Linked DNA regions of Mus musculus: regions 2, 3, 4 and 5 are each linked to region 1. Evidence: chromatin contacts called from public ChIA-PET, Hi-C and promoter capture Hi-C data. All regions are on one chromosome and are shown on one strand. The core of a region is the stretch at or near the end of the contact, and the rest is flanking DNA. Distances in the headings are between cores, read along the strand shown. Region 1 holds the start of Sp8 (trans-acting transcription factor 8). Region 2 overlaps Dnah11 (dynein, axonemal, heavy chain 11). Region 3 overlaps Cdca7l (cell division cycle associated 7 like). Region 4 overlaps Sp4 (trans-acting transcription factor 4). Region 5 overlaps Dnah11 (dynein, axonemal, heavy chain 11).

Region 1 (3,241 bases), core at 559-3,058:
CAGGACATTTATGGTAAGCGTTAGCTTTCAGAGAAAGAAAGCAGTTCATTAATTTACTTCACAGTTACTTCTAAGTATGTGGATGTCCCTTACTCCCTTAATCAATAGATATGATGTACAGTCAATACCCCTGCACATGAAAAAAAAAAGGCTCAGAAGTGCAAATCCCTGCACAACAAACATTAGGTCTAACTGTGCAGGTGAAATTTATGCAAAGGATGAAGCCCTACTTTGGACTTCTGCATAACCCAGGAGAATTAATTTTTGACATCTTCAGAACCTGCAATACACTTGAGAACAACCAATTAAAAAAAAAAAGTCTCCCAAGTCAAAACACATCAGTTCTGTCATCTACTCACATTTTAATCAATTCCCCTTTAGTATTAGACTTCTGAGAGTCTTCCTAACAGGGTAAAATAGGAATTATTGTGGTTTTAAAATGCATGAATATTCAACAAGACTCCAAGGACTAGATTTTCTCCTTTCATACTGGTACTGGCCTTTTTGTGGCTTAAGAATTTCTGTTGTGGTGACCACAGAATTGTAATGACATTTCTGAAGGCAACTAATAATAAAAATAGCAAGTAAGTGACTAAAACGCAGAGAATTTGAAGTAAATGCGCATGATGACTCGAACGCACTGGTAGATGGCTTGCTCAAACCATAGATGCTCCTATAAATGCAGCCCGAAAAGCTCACCTCCATTCTTACATAAATAGTACCAACAGATTTCAGTCATTCTGATTTTTCTGTCAGAAAGGCACAGTGGGGTTACCTGAGAAAACTTATAAACTGGGTAAAATGCTCCTCAATTTCTCATCCAATGGGAGAAAAACACACCCCCTCTTACTCCTCTTTCCATCTAATCCTTTTGTAATTTTACTGCATGCCAAGGGGCAAACACACCTCCTCCAGGACGTGCACTTCCAAAGCTTGAATCCCACCTCTGGTAGAGGGTAAGGGCGGCCAGATCTAAGTAAGGACTCAAAGGCGCAGGCGCACACTTGCACCATATCACTACCCCCTTTCCAATCTTTCTATTTGACCGAAACATCAGGAAATGGAAGGTAAGTATCAAGATTTTCTTCAAAACTATACTGAAAGAGTCCAGGAAGCTGGGGGGGGGGGGTCACTCCTTTTTTTATGTTCAAAGGGCAGAGGAAGTTAGTAACTTGAAGATAGGACTTGGGGCGTTTATTTACTGGCCTCACTCAACTTCGCAGTTTCTCTATCCAGACCGCCAATCTCTTAGGCACGTACACTTTATTGTATTGTTTCGGTTCCCTACCCCTAGCTTTGGTGCTCGCGCGCACGCACACGTCGGTCTTCCCTCTCGATCGCGCGCACCCACTCTCCACCTACACCAAACGGGTGCACGCCTCTCCACACCCGGGATTGAACGTACTGTCGCTCCTGACTCCCTACGGTAGAAGGACTCAGTTACCTTACACACTTTCCAGCTCTGTCCCTGACCCCTTTTGTCACACACGTAGTTACTCGGCCCGCTCTCGGTGGTTGTACGACCACTCTCTGCCCTTGCTAGGTCACGGTTTTTGCGACCCTGCCCAGTTACCCCTCCGCTTTCTACACTGCTCTCTCCGAGGTGGGTCACACTCGCGATCATTTTTCACGCGCGCGCACACGCACACTCTGCGACACTCGCACCCCCACACTCCCGCCGGCGCCGATGACCTCACGGCGCGCGCGCCGCGCGGCCCGGCGAGGCCACAGATTGGCTGGCCGCGCCTCCGCGGCACTTCAAAGCCGGAGAGGGAGCTACAATTGTGGCGGAATGGGCGGAACTGATCATTGTATTGCACACCTCTAAAAAAAACACTGCCTCTGATTTATCAATATAAAAAAGATCCTCTGAGAGGAGGAGGGCGCTTCTGTGTGATGGCAACTTCACTTCTAGGGGTGAGTCTCAGGATCTTCTCTTGCTGGTTTAATTAGTTTCCTTTTATTGCCTATCGGAGGGGGTTAAAGTCGCCCCGGCCAGGCCACGGGCTATCAGTCTCTCTATTGAGAGCCACCACCACCCCCCTAAATACAAGTGAGTTTAGAAAAAAGAAAGGGGGGGGGGAGGAGGCAGAGCCACTTTTTTTTTTTTCAGCACAGGAAAGGTTCGTAGGGCATTGAGACCCGCCACCTCGCAGAGCCTGGCCGCTCCCTGCTCGGGAGAACTGAGCATAGCCCCTAATACACTCGACGATTTCGAAGGGGAACGCGAGTAAGTTTTTCCCTCCTGGGCATACTGCAGATTCTCCCCCTTCCCCTTAATATTTTTCCTCAGCCCGGTTTGTATTGCAGGTACGTTGAGCTCGTCTTATTTCTACCATTATAGAGAGATATATATTGAGAGAGAGAGATGAAGGGGGTGGAGAGAGAGAGAGAGAGAGAGAGAGAGAGAGAGAGAGAGAGAGAGAGAAGAAAAAAATGGAAGAGCGAGTAATGGAAGAGCCGGGGAGAAGCAACTAAGGATGGGTTGAGGGGGATCTGAAAAGAGTTTTCAAAGCTCTCTTGGGATTGCAGTGTAGTGATCTTAAACGCAATCCAGAAATTTCCCCAGGTTGTAAGGTAAAAAGGAAACTTCTCCCTCCCTAGTCTGGATTTGGACTTTCTGTTCGTTTGATCGAAAGCGTCTAGGGCTTTGTGAACACAAGAGTGCCGTCTTAGTTGAGAATTCTTGTTAAACTCTTCTTTAGCGTGGCGCTTTGCTCCAGAATCAGACGCTCGCCGCCAAACTTGTCCCCTCCTGTAGAGTAGGAGGCAGCCGGGCGCCGGGGCAGCTGGGGGTGCAGGGTAAGTTGGTGGCAGTGTGCAGCAGCTAGAGATGGGGAGCAGTGGGGCGTCTGGAGGCTACCAGGGGACTAATACACATTTCTTTCCTCCCTCCCCCACCGGCCCTTTGCCCACTACCCCTCCCCCACCCTTCTTCTCTGCTCCGGTCTCAGGAAGAACCGAGGTTGGGATCCACTCCTCTGGCCATGCTTGCTGCTACCTGTAATAAGATCGGCAGCCCCAGCCCGTCTCCCTCCTCCCTGTCGGACAGCTCTTCTTCCTTCGGTAAAGGCTTCCACCCTTGGAAACGCTCCTCGTCTTCCTCCTCCGGCAGCTGCAACGTAGTGGGTTCCAGTCTCTCTAGCTTCGGTGTGTCGGGGGCCTCCCGGAACGGCGGCTCCTCCTCAGCCGCAGCGGCGGCAGCGGCGGCAGCAGCGGCGGCCGCAGCCCTGGTGTCCGA
Region 2 (2,938 bases), core at 46-2,545, 930 kb before region 1:
GCAGGCGCATGGCATAACAAAGTTATTAAGATAGACTTACAACTTAAATTTTAGGTGCTAACTGGAAGCTCACATAGGTATCGAAACAGGAGAAACTATTTACTTTGAGCCACTGGTTCTTTTGAGGATGACCATATCCTTGTAGCTTTATCTATAGTCTCAGCTTTTGGATGCATGAGGACTTACAATGGACTGTTACCTATACAAGATTTTAATGCACCTGCCATGTCTGAGCAACCACTGTGCTTCTGAGAACCGACTCCTTTACTGTTCCAGTTGACTCTGAGCATTACAAGGGGACACACTGCTCCAAGTTCCCAAGCAAAGGTCTTAATGAGATGTCATCTATGTAGAGAGCATCACCATTCCAGAATGGTACTTATAGCAGACAGAATCATATGTGTATTGTGTATACATATTGCATATATATGTATGTGCAAGTATTCAGTGTTCTGTGAACTTTGAAGTGTCACATAGCTTCTAATACTATGACATTAGTTTTCTCAATCAGGCATTCTCACTGGCCTGCCCTCGGGGTCCCAGCTAGCAGTAGCTTATATCATGACTTGTCAGGGCCAGGTACACCAGTTGCTGCACATAAAAGGGCCCCCAACTACCCAATGTGTGCTCTCTCTCTCTCTCTCTCTCTCTCTCTCTCCTCTCATTCTCTTTCTTTATCTTCCTGTCTGCCTCTTTGCCTCTATGTCCCTACTCTGAGAGAGCCTTTGCTCTTCCATCTCCTCTTACACTAGATCCAGTTGCATGGCATAGGTTCTTATCTGCATAGCACAGCCTGCTAAAGGTACACTCACCCCTTGCTTCTTTTATCCTACCAATTAGCATAGTCATCTCTATTAGCCTGCTCATTCTCATCCCTTCCTCACCGATAGGCATCATGAACATGTGGAGGGTCTGCAGATACCTCTGAGCTTGAATAAGGGCCCTGCTCTGCTGGGCAGGGCAGCAGAGTGTGAACCACCCCATGGGTTCACACCTGGTGTTTTTCCATGAAACTTCATCCTCACCTGAAGGATGACCCAGTGTCCTCCAGCGGCAGCTTTCTCCATTGCCATTTCCGCCACTAGTTCCTGACCTTGCCCTAGAGACACATTGTGGAATTTTCCAGAGTCAATCGTAAACCCCAGCCTTTTGCCTGTTGGAGAATTGGGGGTGGAGGGGAGACAAATGTTAACTTGAGAGGGGAGTCTGGAATTTGGAGGCCTAATGTTCGGCTGTGGCCACAGCTGCCACCTGATAGGCTACCTTCCTAATGACCTCCCTATTGTTTCCAATGGCATTATTTTGAGCTTTCTCCAGATGCCTCCCTACACGCATTTTGAAAAGCCCGTGGAAGTCGGCTCCTTTGGTTTTATGATAATGAAGCTTTTGACATTTTGATAGATGGCAGCATTGTTAGCGAGCTTTCTAAACTCCTGCAGGAGAAGGAGTTTTTCCCCCTCAGAGAAAGGAGCAACATGTGGTAGAAATTGCATCCGTTTTGAAGGGATTGGCTCATTGGGTAAATGTACTGACTCTCACCTTGTGAGGCTGCATTTAAATGGAGCCCAGGCAGGTCATAGCTACATTAACCTGGTATTCCTGGAGCAGGCTGTGGGGGTAGTAATCCAGAGCACAGAGTGACGGTGCCTCACACAATTGAATAGACTTGCCCTAATGACCATTATTTAGTCACAGGGGGTACGAGATTACATGAGCATGGAGAAAATTGCCCTCTGGCCCTCATATCGTCAAAAGGTGGAAAACAGTACAAAAGAACCTTGCATTATGCCAACCAGATGAATGTTCTGTTGGAGAAATGCTCCGGACTACAGTGTTGTTAGCTTTGCATTTTCTGCACACCCAATCTCCAACAAATGGGTCGGGGGTTGGGTGGGGGGGATAACTGAACAGAAAGGGTGGGCGGGAGCTGCAGGTTAGAGAGAGGGAGGGGAGGCCAGTGAGCCTCCAGGCTACTCACCGAGCACCTCTAAGTCTTTAAGGGCATCCACACCTGGAGACAGGATGAAGAACACCGGGGTGCTCGGGCTGCTTTCTTCAAATGCTTTGCCCAGGTCCAATCTAGTCCTCTCCACATACTTTGCTCCTAGTTTCTCTTCTACGAAATTCCTGTTTAAGAAAAGAACAACAGGCAGAACCGGAACACAACAAAAACAACAGCAACCCTCTTCCAACAAATAAAAACCTGTGTTTTCAACTTGAAAAGTGTCACTGCTTGGGTAAACTTCATTTGATGTACAAGAAAGGAACAAACAGTATTTGTTAAGAGGTGTTGTTCTTAGGGGAGCCTCAGGAATCCAAGTAGATTTATGCAGGTGGTGATCGCTGAAATTGCCTCTGACTTGAGACACTGACATTTGGAGGCCTACATCCATCGCATTTTGGGGTCCTCTTCTATGCAACATCAGCTGTCTACAAATGGCTTTGTAGCCCCCGAACCTCCTGCCTGCCGCATTCCTCCATTACTTATTAACAGTTCATTAGATTTGCCACAGTGCAATTTTCCAGCCTGCTGGGCTTCCCATGAATATACAAATGCTTTGGGGTGGTGGTGTTTCTAACAGGGGAGTGCAATTAAGCAGGGGTTATTTTCCAGTAGCATCAGATCTAGTGGAAAGCAAGTACTAGGAAGCAGAATGAATCGTAAGGAAGGGCTCCACAGAGGCCTCTGCAGAGGGAAAAATCGGTCAAACTAGACAAAGCAAAGGAAGAGCCCCAAGGCACATGGATGCTGTGGAAGAAATACAGCTCACAGGGAATGAAGCTGAGAACACTTTGGAAGGTAAATTCAAAGAGAAGTGGTGTGAATCGAACAGCATGTTACTATTTAGAGGCCAAGAGGGCAGAGGAAAGGGCCCTGAAACCACCCTGTAGTTTGTGGTTTCTGCTTTTAAAGTGTGGTGACTGTAAAGTTACAGGG
Region 3 (3,092 bases), core at 313-2,812, 980 kb before region 1:
GAGATGTACAGAGCATGTGGGCATCGTGAGACTTCAACTGTTTTTGCTCCTATGACAACTGCTTCACAATCCAGCCTTGCCAGGCTCCAGGACTGACTGTACTCAGCATACGTTGGTTGGTCACAGAGTATACCACTGTATTTCATACAGATACTGATTTTACTCTGCGGACTCTAGGGGCAGGTAGAGTACAAATGAAACTAAAGACTTAGCCAGGATCCCACATTGGGAAGTGTTGAGTGAGGTTGGCTGTTGCAAATCCAGACTACCAATTTCCAGCCTCAACCTCCCGTGGCACTTTTTCTTTTCTTTACCTGTTTCTGTGACAGCACAGATGCTGGCTCTCTCTCAACATAGCCAATCCTCCCTGGCCCTCCCTACTGGGTGGATTCCTTTTCTCTCTACCTTGATATAAGTACATGTGGGCCTCAGGTTGCATGTCCCCAAAGAAGGAACTCATACCTGCAGGGTGCTTTCTACCTTCCTGGAACCTGACCTTTGATCTTGTTTAAAGCATGCAGCCCTCTGTATCGCCCTACTCACCAGGCACCTGAGGAAGTTTGCTGGTTCAGGTGGAACATGCCCATCTCACTGATACACAGGCCATGGCTCTCCAGTCCTCTCTCATGTCATACGAGCTTCAGAATAAAGCACTTAATCGCCCCTGATATTTCCTCCTGCTTACAGTGTTCGTTCTAGTAGATACTGGTTATTTGGTATGCCTTGGTAGCATAATTAGCAGCTTTCAGAAAACAAAGAGCTGTTTTCACAAGCATGCAGTAAGGCAGAGCCATGAAATGCAGACTAGCTTTATAGAGCCACATGGAAAACAGTTCTTAAGCCTTTAAGAGCAAGGTCGTAGCAAAGTTGTTTTGATTCCATCAGGACTGATCACCATTTCCTAGGATAGAAATTGCCAGGAATGTTGGAAGGTTGGAACTTGGTACTTTAAGGCTGGTTGCATTCTTTTTCAGGCTCTGTACAGGATCTCTTGATATTTACTGAACTTATGCATTGAGGCCCAGAAAAAGCCACCAGGGGCTGGCCAGATGTTTCCTGTACTGAATGAATGGGTTTCCTTAGCAGGCAGCATTACACTTGTCTTTCTTTAGGTGTATTTTGTGTGTATATGTATATATGCACCGCTTCTATGAGGGTTTAGTCCCTGAAACAGGAGTTAGAGATGGTTCTAAACTGCCGTGTGGATACAGGGAACAGAACCCATATCCTCTGCAAAAACAGCAAGTGCTCTTAAGCATTGAGCCATCTCTCCATACTTGTTCTTTTATTAACTTTAAACCCTGATCTTAAGGCTCACTTGACTCACACACTTGTGATTCATTTTGTCCAGCTGAGAGAAATGACATCAACTTGCACACAGTGTGTGTAGCTGACTCTGGGCTCCCTCCCTTAAACACAATTTGAGTTTCTCTTTAAATAAACTTCCCTTTTGTCTTTTTTTTCTTTTTTTCTTCTTTTTCTGCAGCTGCACCACAGCTAACAACAAAGGAAGGAAGTAATTTAGCCCTGAGCAAACTCATTCCAATTACCCATAATAATTCATAGGAGACATTCTTAAGCTTAGAGTGCTAGCTGTAGGCATTTCTTTCTCCATTGCCCTCTAGGTACCCCACTGTTACATATTTCCATTATATTTGCTTTTTTTTTTCTTTCTCAAAGATATCGGAGTTTGAAGAAGCATATAATTAAAGCCAGGAAAAGGCAGCAATGAAATAAAGGGTTTTAACCAAATATGGCCCAATAAGAGGTCACTGCTTTATGGGTTTAGAGACAGGGACCAGTGTCCTGGTGCAGTGTTTTAACCTTTCAGATAGCTGCAAGGGAGTCTCCCTTCGAGCTTGCCATACAGATAGCTGCAAGGGAGTCTTTCGTTGAGCTTACCATTCCTCCTCCTCTCTTCTTTCACACACACTCTTAGGAGAGCTGGGCTTCCCTGTTTCTTTGTAGTATTTCCAAAGAAAGTAAAAGTCATTATTGGAAAAATCTTTGCTCACCCCTCAGTCTGGCAAGAGGGGAGCTCCAGGGTGAGGAGGGTACAGATTTCCACCAGTTCCTCACATTGGCATCAATGGAAATGGAGCGAGTCCAGTCTGTAGCAATGGGTGAGGGTGTGAGGGTGTGAGGGCCTTGGCACTCCCTGTAGAGAAACCCACTGTATTTGATGGAGATACATGCTCGCCCACAGGAGACTGCTCCGTATGGCTATAGGGAGTAAAACAGCAGGCAGGTGTCTGTTTTCCACAAGTTTGCCATTCTTTGTGAAAGCCACCTGGGGCCTAAAACTCAACTCCAGCAACTCTCCCCAGCCATAGCAGAAGTGATTAAGACACTGTTGAGAGAAAATTTCTTATTTGTAACTCTTGATTTGTGTAAGGTTTAGAAAATGTCTGCTGTGAGCTGGGCCTGGTGGTGCATGCCTTCAATCCAAGCACTTTTTGGAGGCAAAGGCAGGTAGATTTCTTAGTTTGAGGTCAGCCAGGTCTACAAAGTGAGTTCTAGGACAGCCAGGGATATAAAAGGAAGGAAGGAAGGAAGGAAGGAAGGAAGGAAGGAAGGAAGGAGAGAAGGAAGGGAGGAAGGAAGGAAAATACATGCTCTGTGTTCTATTGTAGTTGTAAAAGATACATAATGTAGAGCAAGCCATTGTAGCCATTTTGAGTGGCATCAAGGGTAGTGTGCAGTGTTGTGTGGCTGTCTCCCCTGCCCACTGCAGACCACTCTCAATCAATAGAAAGTCTTGCCCATTAGACATGAGTTTCATCTCTCCTCACTGCCCCTGTAACTGCCATCCTTTTTCCTTTCTGTTCCTAGTAGTTGATTTTTCTTTTCTTTTCTTTTCTTTTTCTTTTTTTTTTCATTTTTGAGATAGGGTTTCTTTGTATAGCCCTGGCTGTCCTAGAACTACCTCTGTAGACCAGGCTGGCCTCAAACTCACAGATCTGCCTCTCCAGTGCTTGTGTTAACAGCATGCACTGTCACTGCCCCACTGTGGTAGTTGATTTTTGAGACAAGGTCTCACTGCATAGTCTAGGATTGGAATTCTGCCTCTACCTTTACTGCCCTTCCCCTCC
Region 4 (3,372 bases), core at 34-2,533, 590 kb before region 1:
CAGTGCAACTTTCACTAAGCACTCGAAAACGAAGTAGTATCTCTCTCTCCAAGAGAAACCAACTAACCTGTGTGGGTCCTTCTGTGTCTCTGAAGCTCATCGCTCCTTGTGAATCTTTTGCCACAAAACATCCAGTTGCATATGAACGGTCTTTCTCCAGTGTGCCATCGGAGATGTGCTCGGAGGTGAGAGGTCTTGCCATATACTTTCCCACACCCTTCAATGTGGCAAACATGCTGCTTCTTCTTTCCTGGTTCACTGCTGCCCCTAACAGAACAAAACCAATACCATTATACCCTAAACTCAGCTTCTATCTGTGCCAAAAACACAGGTAGGCCATCTACATGATTAGAAAATGCTTTTCTGAGTATGTCTGAACAAAAACACATGAGAAATTTTTTCATTAAGGAAAAAAAAATCAAATATGGTCATGTACTATATAAACACTTATATGAAAATGTGGTAAGCTTCAGAATTTATGTCTACTACATAGCTCAGACTGCCTGTACTAGCTATAATGTTGCAGTTATCCTCATATTCACGATTTCCCTGTCACAGACTCCCTATTGTTGGAGTTGTAGGCATGCTACCCACAGGTAGGAAAGAAAACAAACCTCTTGAGAATTATCCTCTAAATATCAAAAAGATAGTTAAAATATACCGTGCACACCTTTAATCCTAGCACTTGGGAGGCAGAGACAGGCAAATTTCTGAGTTTGAGGCCAGCCTGGTCTACAGAGTGAGTTCCAGAACAGCCAGGGAAACCCTGTCTTGGGGGGCGGGGGGAATACGGTTCTAAGATTCACTTGTAGAGCAGGTCAGTGTGACAAGGAATTCCATGAACCCCTCCCAGCAAAACTAATAAATTATAAATCTACCTCCCAATACACTATTCAAAAATCTCTGGTCATAGTCCTAAAAACTAATAACAGCAAAAACTAATATTCTCTCTGAAATCTAAAGTATGTAACAATGGAGTCTATAGATCTAAGACTAACTCCTTTTCTTCCTTTCCACCTCCATGACAAAGGAGAGTTACAGAACAGTACAGCCATGAGGGCTTCCTCCCTCCAGCCTCTTCCAGAGAGGGGCAGGGCACAGTGCTTCTCATTCTACTGCCTGTTGCTGAGGCTGAGCTCCTGTTGAGTGTGGCTAAAAGGCACCCAGTGCCCAACTTACTGAACTCTGCAGTAATTGTGACTGATGAAAATGATATGGCCTAGGTGTTTCCTGACCTTCATGCACAGTTCATAAATTAGAGCTGCCAAGCCGGAAGAGGCAAGGTTAAGAAAATGTGAGCCTATTGTCCCTGCCTCCAAGCACTCAGCTGTTACATCAGGTAGCACTCTACCACACTTGCCACTTAAAAGCCCCAATTCTAGCTAGAATGAACTCCAATCTCAAAGAAACTGACCATCTGTAACCATCTGTAAGAAAGCTGAAGTTTAACTGAAGGGCTTGTTTTTAAAAGGAAACCACTGTTGCAAAGGCACCTGAGGGAAAGATACAGCGTTACTCGAGATAAGGCAAAACCACAGGTTGGTGAATCTGTGAAAAGAAGCACAGGTAGACAGGGAGAGTGAGCTTTGAGATCGGAAAAAAACATATGCTCCCAGAAGTCAACAAAGCAATAAAGCTTCAGCTAAACTAACCAAGACAAAAAGACTCAATTACCCCACTCACAAATAAAAATCATTATCAATCTCATGAAAATAAAAGGGCTCTTAGAGGAGCATTAAGTGTCACCAACCACCTAGGCTGACACATCTTAAACAGAAAATTTGAAAAACAAACAAGCAAAGACAAATGGTCAAAGTAAATCTGTAACAAAAAGAACTAGTCAGAAAAAAAACTACAAAGCGGAGAGTCAAATAGCTTTTCTCGTGAAATCCCTTTCCCCTGTATGTATAAGTTTTTGCTTGTTTTGAGACAAGGTCTCACTATACAGCACTGACTGTCCTGGAATTCATTAAGTAAACCAGATTGGCCTAAAAGAGAACCAACTGACTCTGCTACCTAGTGCTTGGGATAAAGGTTTGTACTATTATAATCACCTCCTGCTCAGTGTGTGTGTGTGTGTGTGTGTGTGTGTGTGTGTGTGTGTGTGTGTGTGTGAACTTTTTCAAGCTTTTCAAAGACTTGTTCAAAGAAGAAAACTACAGGGAACACTTCCCAATTCACTTGAAGGCCAATATACAAGAAAAGTAGAGACAAGCACCTCATGAACACATATGAAGAGAATCCTCAACATCAGCAAACTAAGCAGTGTATGGCACATGCTTATGATGCCAGCATTCCCCAGAGACAGAGACACAAGAGAGGCTGGCAGAGAGAGGGAGGGGGAAAGGAGGGGGAAAAGGGTGCAGCAGACAAAATCCAGTCACTTATAAAGAGAATTATACACCATAACCAGGAGGGTTTTACCATACATATGCAAAAATCCTTTGACTTGTAACAACTATACAGATTTTTTAAAAGCTCATAATTATTATAATAAATGCAATAAAGTGTTAGGCATTAAAAACCCTTTATGATTAAAATGAGAGAAAGAGAGGGGGAGAAAAAGGCAATGGAAGGGAGCTTCCTCAACTTAATCCAGGGTTCTAAAGTTGTATTTAAACAGTGAGAAACTAGATGATCTGTTCCCCTACCCTGAAAAAAAAAAATCAGATATTCTCCAAGGTGGAATAAGAAGTAAAACCAAAATTAGACACTATTAATGTATCTCTATAATAATAACATACTGTAACTATCTCTAAAATATTTAGTATATAACACTATAATATAGAAAATTTTATTCATTTTTTCATGCAGTATATTTTGACCATGCTTTTCATTCCTGATGCCCCCCCAGAAATTCTCCATCTCTCTATCCAAGCAACTTTATGTTGCTTCTTTTTCAAAAGAAAACTAAACCATAGAAACTAAAGTCAGAACAACCAGGCAAAAGACCAACAAGGCAAAAATTGTCAAAACAAGGCGAAATGAAATAAAAAGCTCCCCTCCCATATGACATAGAGGGGTTTGTTTGTTTGTTTGTTTTTCCAACTATTCTTGGGGATGGAGACTGCCCTGGACCATGGCTGATAAACCCAGTGACACTTTATTGGGCAAAACTTGATTTTTTCATTGTTAGTGGGTATCAATTACAAATAGCTTCTTGGTTAAGGATTGGACCTCATGTCCACTCGCTCCTCTCAGTGCTGTGGCCCCATCTAACTTGAACCTGTGTAAGTCTTTAAGTTTGAAGACAACCCACTTAGGACCAAGTGTTCAGTCTGTACAATGTCCAGTAATGGATCTGTGTTCATTCCTATCTGCAAGATGCTACTCTGATGAGGACTGAGTGAGGCACTGGCCTATGGGCACAGC
Region 5 (3,328 bases), core at 146-2,645, 690 kb before region 1:
CTGGGCAGCACTCTACCTACACCCCCCACCCATCTCACTCATCCCCAGTCTTTTACATGATTCTTAACACACATTTACATTATAAAGTTCATTCACTAAACATTCTTTCATGCTTCAATATCTCTAATGTCAGAATGCATTAGACAATCAATGAAATTATAATTACTTTAGCAGCATTTTTTCCCTTATTGACACATAAATAATACCTGGCAATCAATGGTGTCTTACATCCAATGAAATAGGGAAAATAAGTCATTATTTGTTTCAGTCAGAGTAATAAAGTAGGCAGATGATCCCAGCATGGGCAAACAATATAAAGAAAAGAATTATTGAAATTATGGATTTTTTCTAAACTTTTCAATGTGGCTTACCATTGAGTCGATATTTCATTGGCCACATTCAATTTGTTCTACAGGAAATAAGAGCTAAAATATAGCGAATGACAGAGAAGATCAAAAATTAAATGTCCTGAACATGACCTTCCCAGAGTAAACTTCATTATTCTCTAGTGTAGTATCCAAACCTCATTATTCCGTGGGCTGAAGATGGAGGGAATGTGGCCAACTGGTTAATACTTTATGTGAAACAGAAAAGAACAGGCTTGGCCTTTTCATCTAACAGTCTAATTATTCACTTTCTTGGAAGCTTCCTTTAACTAACCTTAAATGCAGACTCCAAACCACTGCAGTTGCTGAGACCTTCGCAAAGCAGCGTCCCAAGCCTTCTGTCAAAATCCAGGGTTCTGGACTTAAATTTGAAATAATCACTTTCGAACTCCTGTGTCATACAAAGTAAAGTGTTAGTTACAGAGGAGACTCCAACATGAAAACAGCAGCCAGGTTAGCTTGACCTTGTTTTCCCCTAGCTGCTCAGTTTATTTTATTTTATTTTATTTTATTTTATTTTATTTTATTTATTTATTTATTTATTTATTTATTTATTTATTTATTCATCTGTAAGGAGATTCCAGAAAAGACCAAGGAACAGCTGCAACAGAGCACTGCCTGTGTAGCAGGCTACCCATGTCTTCACGAGGCTCAGCCTTTTCAGTATGATGGCTCCCACGCTTGGATGTGGACATCCGTGTGCCTGCCTTCCTCCTCCTATCTTAACCATAAATAAAGAGAACAGTTTCTCAAAACATCCCCATTAGAATTTTAGGTCATCTGTAAGTTCCACAGAAAAATTTTTGTTTATTTCTAGGGTGGAAAACCTGTACGTGAAAATGCTGTCTCGTGGGGTAAGTACTGAAACCGCGCATCCGTGAGATACCTTATGAGTGACAGAGGAACTGGAAATACTCAGATATTTTTTTCCAGGTTCTCATTAATATGCAGCTGGCAGCTTCCTCCTCATGCATAACCACCCTCTCTCGTAATTTAAAGGAAGGAAACTGGGAGGGAATGACTACAGCTTTGTCTTCACAGTGGCACAGTTGCCTTCAGTAAAGCTTTCCCTAGGGACACACAGCCTTCCTCGTGCTCCACAGTTGGGATGCCTGAAGTGCTTGCCCTAGGCTTGCACAGTGAGGGCCTTCCCCTGTCCACCAACAAAATCAGCGATAACAATCGCTGTAACCACATCCACATCTGTTTGGCTCAGGGCTTTACACTAACTCAATCTTTACAACATATGGCACAAGTTGATATTGATTTTCCATTTTGTAAATGGCAAAATAGACCCCAGGTAGCAAGTGCATTTTTTTTTTTGCATTCTAAATAAACTCAATGTATGTTATTCCTTTAGGACAGTAGTTGCCAACTTGCTTCCTATTGCCATTGACCATTGGTGCAAAAGGAAATTAGGTAGACATGATTAGTCACTGAATATATTTGTTGCATTGACCCATTTAGGAAAATATTAGTTATGGGGGAGGACTTTGTAACTTGATATCATTCATTTCTGTCTTCTGTTTAAGACTGTATCTAATCATTGAACTGTAATAGTATATGACATATATAACATAATATATATTATAACATATAATACAGCTATGCATAGAACCCATCCTTTGGCTTCTGGGAGGAAATGCAGCCACAATAGTCTCAGAATTTCTATGCCCCCAGATTCCATGATGAAATCCAAACAGGTAGGGATAGTGATTTCTGACAGTGAAGAAAGGGCAGGCGCTCCTGACTAAATGGGACTTGTGCCATCTTAAGGCCTGAGAGAGACTCATGTATACCCCAAAACAGGAGGGAAGACACAGTGGGTTCTGAGAGTTGAGAGCAGCCCTTGCCCAACCCTGAATCAGCTGGTGCCTTGATTTTGGACTTCCCAGCATCTAGCAGGTGAAAAATAAATGTTTCCTGTTCACCAAGCACCCAACATACACTGTTGTTAAAGCAGCCTGAAAATGCTGAGCAGGTAGGTTTCTTACAACAAGTTTAACCTGGAGTGGGAATTACAGCTCAGGTCAGACTTCTGAAATCTGTGTCACAAACCACAACATTTAGCATCAAGAGGATGGTCTCCTGAATTCTGCGAAGCAGCCTCTCCATTCAGGAATCACGGACTTAGAAAAAAACCACAACTTCTCAGCAAGTTTTAACAAGCCTCACACATCCCACTTCTCAGGATAGAAACTGAGAGTACACTGTCTGTAATCCTTAACTATTTAACCCTTGGAAAGAATGAGCAATATCAGAAGGGGACGACACAGAATCTCTACCCCAGACTCACATATACACATGAACATGCACATGAGCACACACATGCAAGGACAGGCATACACATACACATGCACACATATAAACCACACATCCATGTCCATGCTCAGACATGTCCCCCACATGCATGCACATGTACACATAATGCACATATTCATACGCACATGAAAACTATGTGCATGCATGCACATCCACACATGCAAACATGCTCTTTTGCTCTCTTTCTCTCCTCCACACTATATTCCTAAAATCAAATTTAGAAATGGCCCCAAGGGACCTATCCCTTAGAAAATCTAGCAGGGAGGTGCTGGGAAAGATAATTCAGTGGGTCAGAGTCTGACTTAGGTCCTTGAATAGCAAGGACCTAAGTTTGATTCCCAGAATCCACTAAAGGATAAGCAACAGCCTCAGTCATTCATGCATACACACACACACACACACACACACACACGGGCACGCACGCACACATGCACGCACGCACTAGCATATACACTGCTACAGAGAACCCATTGACTTCTCTGTGAAGTTGCTCTTTTTGTAAACCCTAAGAGAAACTTGGGAAGCTCCTTTGACTCTTTTGACAAGTGCTAACCATCTTCTCTCATAACTATCTCCTGCCACCTCTGTCTCCATCTTTTCCAGCATAATCCTCCCAGCCT

Evidence for each region. Promoter capture Hi-C pulls out the DNA fragments that hold promoters and counts their contacts. Hi-C and Micro-C count contacts between places; a contact is called where the count stands out from the background. ChIA-PET counts read pairs in DNA pulled down with a chosen protein or histone mark.
Region 2: a promoter capture Hi-C map of stem cell-derived epiblast-like cells shows a contact between it and region 1, with 4 times the contacts expected there. The contact joins the enhancer-like site here to the promoter of Sp8 in region 1. A contact is called at or near these places in 8 of 39 promoter capture datasets (the 3T3-L1 cell line, cranial neural crest, embryonic stem cells and 4 more), 11 of 115 datasets of contacts at active chromatin or transcription factors (bone marrow-derived macrophages, differentiating embryonic stem cells, embryonic basal ganglia and 5 more) and 1 of 9 other capture datasets (embryonic trunk).
Region 3: a contact with region 1 is called in a Hi-C map of bone marrow-derived macrophages, with 8 read pairs. The contact joins the enhancer-like site here to the promoter of Sp8 in region 1. A contact is called at or near these places in 6 of 39 promoter capture datasets (embryonic stem cells, hippocampal neurons, liver and 2 more), 10 of 484 Hi-C or Micro-C datasets (bone marrow-derived macrophages and embryonic stem cells), 13 of 115 datasets of contacts at active chromatin or transcription factors (VIP interneurons, bone marrow-derived macrophages, craniofacial prominence and 8 more) and 2 of 9 other capture datasets (embryonic stem cells and liver).
Region 4: an RNA polymerase II ChIA-PET map of memory CD8 T cells shows a contact between it and region 1, with 8 read pairs. The contact joins the enhancer-like site here to the promoter of Sp8 in region 1. A contact is called at or near these places in 7 of 39 promoter capture datasets (the 3T3-L1 cell line, 3T3-L1-derived adipocytes, hippocampal neurons and 3 more), 1 of 484 Hi-C or Micro-C datasets (extraembryonic endoderm stem cells), 10 of 115 datasets of contacts at active chromatin or transcription factors (bone marrow-derived macrophages, embryonic forebrain, embryonic midbrain and 6 more) and 2 of 9 other capture datasets (embryonic tail and macrophages).
Region 5: a promoter capture Hi-C map of pre-B cells shows a contact between it and region 1, with 2.8 times the contacts expected there. The contact joins the enhancer-like site here to the promoter of Sp8 in region 1. A contact is called at or near these places in 5 of 39 promoter capture datasets (the 3T3-L1 cell line, hippocampal neurons, liver and 1 more) and 2 of 115 datasets of contacts at active chromatin or transcription factors (embryonic forebrain and stem cell-derived neural progenitor cells).

What each region holds. Positions count from the first base shown.
Region 1 is chr12:118,845,425-118,848,665 of GRCm38.p6, forward strand. It overlaps Sp8 (trans-acting transcription factor 8), which reads left to right and starts at 1,809. Exons shown (of 2, transcript NM_001379379.1): 1 at 1,809-1,917; 2 at 2,955-3,241. The coding sequence starts at 1,897.
Region 2 is chr12:117,913,481-117,916,418 of GRCm38.p6, forward strand. It overlaps Dnah11 (dynein, axonemal, heavy chain 11), which reads right to left. Exons shown (of 82, transcript NM_010060.3): 72 at 1,979-2,127; 73 at 1,026-1,153. Among named protein-coding and RNA genes, the nearest start is that of Cdca7l, 71 kb to the left of the region's middle. Within about 2 kb of position 1,296, at least 15 of the 459 cell types and tissues checked have an H3K27ac peak or open chromatin away from gene starts, as enhancers often do. A contact at or near this core is called in stem cell-derived epiblast-like cells, where this site is marked.
Region 3 is chr12:117,866,854-117,869,945 of GRCm38.p6, forward strand. All of the region lies in intron 2 of Cdca7l (cell division cycle associated 7 like), which reads left to right. Among named protein-coding and RNA genes, the nearest start is that of Cdca7l, 25 kb to the left of the region's middle. Within about 2 kb of position 1,563, at least 34 of the 459 cell types and tissues checked have an H3K27ac peak or open chromatin away from gene starts, as enhancers often do. A contact at or near this core is called in bone marrow-derived macrophages and pre-B cells, where this site is marked.
Region 4 is chr12:118,254,343-118,257,714 of GRCm38.p6, forward strand. It overlaps Sp4 (trans-acting transcription factor 4), which reads right to left. Exons shown (of 6, transcript NM_009239.4): 5 at 68-267. Among named protein-coding and RNA genes, the nearest start is that of Sp4, 45 kb to the right of the region's middle. Within about 2 kb of position 1,284, at least 31 of the 459 cell types and tissues checked have an H3K27ac peak or open chromatin away from gene starts, as enhancers often do. A contact at or near this core is called in memory CD8 T cells, where this site is marked.
Region 5 is chr12:118,156,621-118,159,948 of GRCm38.p6, forward strand. Dnah11 (dynein, axonemal, heavy chain 11) reads right to left here. Exons shown (of 82, transcript NM_010060.3): 9 at 661-777. Among named protein-coding and RNA genes, the nearest start is that of Dnah11, 41 kb to the right of the region's middle. Within about 2 kb of position 1,396, at least 5 of the 459 cell types and tissues checked have an H3K27ac peak or open chromatin away from gene starts, as enhancers often do. A contact at or near this core is called in pre-B cells, where this site is marked.